2 separate regions of the Zea mays genome follow, and region 2 is linked to region 1. Evidence: chromatin contacts called from public Hi-C data. All regions are on one chromosome and are shown on one strand. Each heading gives the region's core, a stretch centred on a gene start, on an enhancer-like site or on the middle of the called end of the contact. The rest is flanking DNA. Distances are from core to core; before and after follow the strand shown. Region 1 holds the start of LOC100285631 (ABC-2 type transporter family protein). Region 2 holds the start of LOC100382247 (putative heavy metal transport/detoxification superfamily protein).

The links. A called contact is a pair of places that touch in the nucleus more often than the background predicts.
Region 2: a contact with region 1 is called in a Hi-C map of ear, with 4 times the contacts expected there. The contact joins the promoter of LOC100382247 here to the promoter of LOC100285631 in region 1. A contact is called at or near these places in 9 of 25 Hi-C or Micro-C datasets (bundle sheath, ear, endosperm and 4 more).

What each region holds. Positions count from the first base shown.
Region 1 is chr8:11,172,870-11,176,517 of Zm-B73-REFERENCE-NAM-5.0, forward strand. It overlaps LOC100285631 (ABC-2 type transporter family protein), which reads right to left and starts at 1,837. Exons shown (of 12, transcript NM_001158522.2): 1 at 1,455-1,837; 2 at 996-1,186; 3 at 766-916; 4 at 548-680; 5 at 1-15. The coding sequence starts at 1,676.
Region 2 is chr8:11,308,524-11,312,171 of Zm-B73-REFERENCE-NAM-5.0, forward strand. LOC100382247 (putative heavy metal transport/detoxification superfamily protein) reads left to right here and starts at 1,655. Exons shown (of 3, transcript NM_001175000.1): 1 at 1,655-1,734; 2 at 1,819-1,894; 3 at 2,356-3,648. The coding sequence starts at 1,696. The coding sequence ends at 3,632.

The DNA.
Region 1 (3,648 bases), core at 587-3,086:
GGAAGGCATCAAGGCCTAAAAGACAAATCACATACATACAAAAAAATATAACTTAATATTTGACATTTTCATATTGTCAGATGACCAAACAGATGTTGATGACTACTGTTTATGATGGATCTTGTTTCATGCTAGCTCCAATGAACAAAAAAACAGAAAGACCATAGAGCATTCAGCAGCAGAGCTGAGTTGCCATTGTCTCATCATGGTGAAACAGGAAAACGAACCCTGAATGATGACAAGAAGATGATGCAAAACACTAGCCAAAGTAGTTATGTTTCAGTTAAAAAAGTAAGTTAAGATCCTTATGCTTCACGATTACAAATTTAGTGTGCCTTGAACATAAATGATTTTCATAATGCAGACAATTTATTTTCATTTGATCATGGTGTCATATCTGACATGAACTGTTGTATTTGTAAGATCAGAAAAATAAAACATGTTATTTACACGAAAAATGTTTCGTCTAAATGAGGACCACATTTAGAAGTAATAAAGAAAACCCTTGTTCAAGTAGGGAAGGCCAAGACTAAATCAAGTTTAATACCTGTTGTTGGTTCGTCTGCAAAGATGACTGAAGGGCTAGCAATCAACTCACATGCAAGTGAGAGGCGCTTCTTCTCACCCCCACTTATTCCACGAACTTTTGCATCACCAACAATAGAATCAGCACAATTGACCTACTCAACGATCCAACCATTAAGACTGTCCTCCGAACCGTTCACTTCAATTTCTAGAAACAATAATCAAAATTCTAGCACTCACCAACCCCATACGTAACAAAAGATCATTGACATAGCTCTCCTTTCTCTCAGGAGCCCACAAGTCAGGAAGCTGGAGCTCAGCAGCAAGTGAGAGCGTCTCCCGCACAGTGAGCTGTGAGAAGAACAGGTCTTCCTGCCTGACAAAAGCAATCCTGCACAAGGAGATAGTCATTAGCTCCTTTCCGCAAACAAGAGCAGAAATAAGACCCCAGCTGCATGAACACAACTTACTTATATCCGCCCTTCGAGATAGGCCGACCATTGATATACAGAAACCCGGAAAGGTGCAAGGAAGACGATGCGGCGAGCTGCCCTGCTAGCACATTGAGCAAAGTTGTTTTGCCAGAGCCCGATGGCCCCATTAGTGCAAGCAGCCTCCCCGGTTTCGCCTCCCCTGACACATTTGACAACAGAAACCTTGCCTGGCAAAGTGACGATTTACAATTAGACAATATGTCATAAACATCTGTTAGCCCAATCTAGTTATATTATATCCGGAATATTCCGGATGTTTGTACTGGTACCATGGGTCAACGAGTCAACCGCGAACGAGCACATGTGGTGTGGGCCATGTGGCAAACGGAACGAGACGAGGACGGCAGAGGCGCAAATGGGCAATGCGAGGGTTTCGTGCGCGCGGCTGCGGCGAAATGGGAAGAGGTGGTGCCGTGGCGACGGTGTAGCACTCACCACTTCCCCGCGCTTGTTCTTCAATGCACAGGTGATGCGAGCCCACCGGATGGTCACGGGCGGCACACCACCACCACCTCCCTCGCCAGCCTCCGCGTCGGCCTCGTCGGTCTCCGTGTCCTCCGCCGGCGGAAGGAGGGCGGGACCGGGTCCCGCGATGGCGCGGACGAAGAACGCCGCGGCCAGCGCCGCCAGGAGCTGCCCCAGTCCCCTGACCTCCATCACACACGCTGACGCCAATGGCTATCCCCCTTCAATCTAGAAGTTTCCGGACGTCCGGGGAGGCGGCGGAGAACGAAGCGGAGTAGTGGCAAGCGGCAGCAGGGTTAGACGGGGGTTTAGCCTCTGCGCTTCTGCAAGGCGTGAGGAGAGCTGAGAGCAGTTCCGCCAGTTTGTGTGGTCGTGATGAGTTTGTTGCGGCATGACCCATGAGCCACGAGATGGGAGAGGAGGAGACGTATTGCCGGATGGATTGTTGAACTGGACCTTTTCTGCTGTGGGCCAGGACTGTACAACTAGTTTCGTTGCGCTGTTTGTGAGTTAGTGGGCCAGCGATTTGGGCTTTGATATCAACCCGTCGCTTCAGCTAGTAGCAAAACTACGGCCCGCGGGGGAGGCGTGGGTTTTCAAAAAGCAGTCGTGTTGTGTAGGGATGAAAACGGTCGGAAACGGTATTTATTCGGTAATCAGTTTTTTGGTCGTTTTTCTTTGATTGCGAATAAATAGGATATAGAATATACAATACAAATTTGTATTCTTGTTTTTAACATCCAGCTTGTTAAAAATCATAAAAGGTAAATCTCAAAATCATCCTATATTTTCTCAAATAATAGTTATAAACTTCGGTATAGATTCGGAAACAAATTCGGAAATTTTTTCAACGTTTTGTGTTGTAGGGAGCAAATAATACATAAAACAATTTATGTAATATTTTATTCATATTTGTACTAATGTGCTTGATAACATAAGAAAAGATCAACATCAAATTTTATACGTATCTATTTTAAAATATTAAATTTATTCTAACAGTTCGGATTACCACTTTCATCCCTAGTGTTGTGAGCTTAAAAAATCTATACTACTCTATTAAAACCCTGTTTAGGAGGACTTTATTTCAAGAATTGCAGTTTCGGTTTTTTAGCTTTACCATGAAATGGCTTCAACAAATTAGTAAGACATGATTCAAGAGTGTTCGGTTTGCACATAGACTCCAGCTTCTGTAATACAATTAATTTATGCGAGTTTCCTTAATTGCCCTTGATGATTGACGGGTGGAGAAAGAGACATGAATTAATAGATCATGTAACCAATGGCATGGTGGGTAATTTTGTGCAACTTCATGAGTAAGTATAAAAACAATGTTTTTGAAGCATCTTTTGAGGAGCTTCAAAAAATTCATAAAATCGGTCTCTAGTTTTAGTTTTTTTTAAACTAGAGCTCGTGAAGCTCGACCCATTTAGATAGAAGAAGCCAAAATAGATCTAAAATTCTTGAAGTGAAGCTCTCCCAAATAGGTCCTAAGAGTCTAGCGTCAGCGTCCACACCCTGCCCTGCCCCCGCCTGTCCATTTCGTTGCGCTGTTTGTGAGGTAGTGGGCCATCGATTTGGGCTTCGATATCAACCCGTGGCTTCAGCTCAGCTCGTAGCAAAGTACGGCCCATGGGGGAGGTGTGGGTTTCAAAAAAACAGACGTGTTGTGAACTTAAAAATCTATACTACTCTATTGAGAGTCTAGCGTCAGCGTCCATACCCAGCCCCACCCCCCGCCTGTGTCAGCCGCGTCCGCACGCCCCCACCTCCCACATCCACACTCTCGCCCACACACGCCCGTGGCTCTCACGACTAGAGTTGATGTGTCTCCTACTCTTCCCCTCCCCCCGCTCCTATGCCCCCTCTCCTACCCTCTCCCTCGCAGCATCCTCCGATGGATACCAAAGGCCACTATGCCTCCTGCCCCACCCTCGTCGGCGCTGCCCGGCATACCGCCCTCCCTATTAAGAGTGTAAAGTCAGCATCCACGACCCTACCTACGATGCTTGCCCGCCTTCGCCTCCGACACCCACTTACCTCGCTCGCCTTCACCTCTACATGACTCAGAGCGCACCCGTGAAAACATCCCGCTCGAGATGCGCCTGCGTCTGTCGTCGCCCGCGCTACTCTCCCCTCTACCGCCTCCACCGGATCTGGGAGCAGG
Region 2 (3,648 bases), core at 405-2,904, 140 kb after region 1:
CGCTGTGACTGTTCGGACGTCACTGCGTGTCTGCTCACTTGGGACTGCATTCAGAGACACTACTGGTGGTGTGTGTTGTGTGGGCGATGCTGTGCTCTGTCTGTCCCTGTGGTACCTCGTGTCCGTCTGCGCGCGTGTGTTGTGTGTCTAGAGCAGTTGACTGCCTGACACTGTTTCGCTCCAGCGCTGTAGCAGATGCAGATGCAGCACCGCCCTTTGCTTGCTCGGTTGCTCCCCACGGGCCACGGGACACGGCTTGATGCGTTCTCTCTTCTTCTGCTACTAGCTAGTCGTCTCTCGTCACGGCTAAAAATGCATTTATTTGTCTCGCCTCTACGACGAGTACTCTGCACTGCACTCACAGAGCTTTTGGAGGTCATCGTCGCGTCGCTGTTCTTCCGCCTCCAGCCTTTTCAATTCCTTCCCATAACCGTGCTCGTCGAGTTACTTATATATTTTTGCGGGTGTAAAGTCTTACCCATAACCGTGCTTACGCGAGTAATTTTACCCGTCGAGTAACCCGTACCCGTTAAAAAATTATTAAATTCCAATATACCAATCACTCAAAATATTAAATAAACAAAGAGCTTTGGAGGTCCGAGTAAAATGCGTGGATGCTATATTTGGAGTCCTAAAAACGCATTCGTCTGGCCTCTACGAGGAGCACTGCACTGAGTGCACTCACAGAGAGCTTTTGGATGTCATCGTCGCGTCGCTGTTCTTCCACCTCCAGCCTTTTCAATTCCTTGGTCACTTACTCACTTCCCTTCTCCTCGCTGAAGCACCTGTCCCTCTCTCCCTCTGAGTGACCCTCTCTCTCTCGCACGGACTCCCCCATCACTCACCCTCACCTGCTCTCTCACTTGTCAGCTTTTCGGCCCCCCGCTCTCCACCAACCACGCGCTCATTCATATGAAAACGCTGCACCTGCTGCACCCAACAGGCCAAGGCCCAACCCCAACAAGACAACGAGGTGCAAGGCTTCGCCACTGCTCGCCTGCTCCCCTGCAACCCCCAGCCGACATGTGGGACCCGAGGTAGTAACTCCATTCGGATAGGGTTCATGCAGAAGTTGCATCGATGCATAGAGATTGCATCAGCACGTATTGGGAGCCATAAAACCCCGAAGAGAATTGTGGATAAACTACTAAGGAAAGTTTGGGAGCCAAAAAAACTAGAAAAGAATTCTAGGGGCTAAAAGTTTCTCTTATTATTTAAATTTAATAAAAAAAAGATTTTAGCATCTTCAATGTTCTCAGGTTTTATAGCTCCTAAGCGGTGCGGAAGGCGAGCAAGGGAAACCGGAGACGGAGGCCCAAGACAAGCCCAGGCGTGCGTGAGGGGTTGAGATATACTCCATATAGGAGAGAGAGAGAGCGCGCGCGCCAGCAGGGCACAGGTGATGCGTTGTAGTGTAGCGGAGCGGAGCAGAGCAGAGCAGGTGAGAGAGAGGAGGAGCGTCGCCGAGCCATTCTTAAATGTGAGCGGGCGGGGGTAAGTGAGGTGAGTAGAGTAGTAGTGGCTTGGCTTCACCTGCTACTGCAACGGAACAAGAACAGAACCACCATCACTCCTCCGCTCTTCACCATCAGCTGCCGCTTCCTCTCTTTTCTCCCCCCAGTAGCCAGCAGTCTCCGTCACTCTCTCACACACACAAAAGCAGCGACTTGCTCACAGTAGTGCTCCACGGACAGAATGACCAAAGACGACGAGTTCAAGCTGGTCAAGATCCAGGTTTCCCTCTCTCTCTTTCTCTGCCTCTCCTTCCCTCTCCCACGTTGCTTCTTTAGTAAGAGCTGACCCAACTGTTCCTCGCAGAACCATGTGCTCAAGGTGAACATACACTGCGACGGGTGCAAGCACAAGGTCAAGAAGCTCCTTCAGAAGATCGAAGGTACTTCTTCTTTCTTTCTTTCTTTCTTGACACTCACTTCACTGCCCATATCTTAGACTGGCTGCCCGGCCACCAAAAAGCACACCGCCCTGCTGTGTCTTGCTAACATGCGTTGCGTTGACACGACAAAGAGATCCCGGCTTCTCATGTAAAAAGAAAACAGAAGATAAAAAGAACCGGTAAAACTTCGTTTCATGATGCGAATTTTTAACTGTGCTATGGTAAAGAGGGCGGCCCAGACTTTCACCCCCTAGGGTGAGGTGAAATTTCCTGCCGTTCTTTCGGATGGATGGGCACAGCAGAGCCCCCCACTCACTGCACAAGCCCCCACATCTCGTGCTTGTGACATGCAGTCGCCAGTAGTACATGGTAATTACTAGTTACCGTGGCTCACGAGCAGCCTGTGATCTCCTCTCTCTCTCTCTCTGCTGCTGGCTGCTGCTGCATCTCATGGATGGCAGGCGTGTACTCGGTGGCCATTGATGTGGACAACCACAAGGTGTCGGTGACAGGCGACGTGGACTCGGAGACCTTGATCAGGAAGCTCACCAGGGGCGGCAAGCACGCGGAGCTGTGGTCGCAGCACAAGGGCGGCAGTGCCCAGCAGAAGCAGCAGGCCCAGCAGCAACAGCAGCAGAAGCAAGGTGGCAATCCGAGCAAGGATGGGCACAGCAAGAGCAGCAACAACAACGGCGGCCAGAAAAAGGACCAGGGGAAGCAAGGAGGAGGAGGAGGGGTTGGTGGGGGCCTCGTGCAGGGCCTCAAGGCGTTCAAGAACCAGCACGGCGGCAACAAGCAGCACCACCAGCTCCCTGAGCTCCTCAGCTCGGAGGACGATGACGGCATGTTCGACGACGATGACGGCGAGTTCGACGACGACTACGAGGAGGAGCTCCGGTTCCTCGGGGACAAGATGAGCCAGCTCGGGCTCCACGGCAACGGCAACGGCAACAACCAGCACCACCATCAGAACAAGAACGGGAACAACGTCGTCGCTGTCAACAGTAACCACAGCAATGGCAAGAAGGGTAACGGCGGCGCTGCAGCCAATCGCCACCAGAGCCAGAACCAGAAGAACGTGAATGTGGTCAACGTGGCAGCAGCGAATGGCAAGATGGGCGGCGGTGGAGGAGTCCAGAACCACAAGAACGCTAACGCGATCAACATGGCGGCGGCGGCGAACGCCAAGATGGGTAATGGCGCCCAGAGGAACGCTGGCGCCATGGGTGGCATTGGCATGCTGGGCCTAAGCCATGGCCTGGGAGCGGGCGGCGCTGCTGCTGCTGCTCCTCCTCCTGGCTTCCAGCAAGGCTACGCAGGCTTCAACCACCCGCCCTATGCCGCTGCTGCCGGCTATGGAGGAGGTCTACAGCAGCAGCAGCAGCATCTCCAGCACCACCAGCAGCAGCAGAGTAACAGCCTCATGGCGAGCATGCAGGGGTACCATCATCACCAGTACCCTGCCGCGACGGCCGCCGTGGTGAACAACTTGAGGGGCCTGAACGGCAACATGGTGATGATGCATCAGCACCAGCCGCAGCCGCAGCCGCAGGCCCAGATGATGTACCACTCGTCTCCCCAGATCAGCAGCCCTTACACCGGCTACTACAACCCTTACAATTACTACTACCACCACCACCCCCATCCCGGCAGCGCTGGGTACCCTGCCACCGCCAGCAACGGGGATGTGGAGAGCATGTTCAGCGACGAGAACACCAAGGGCTGTGTTGTCATGTAGGGCGGGACGAGAACAC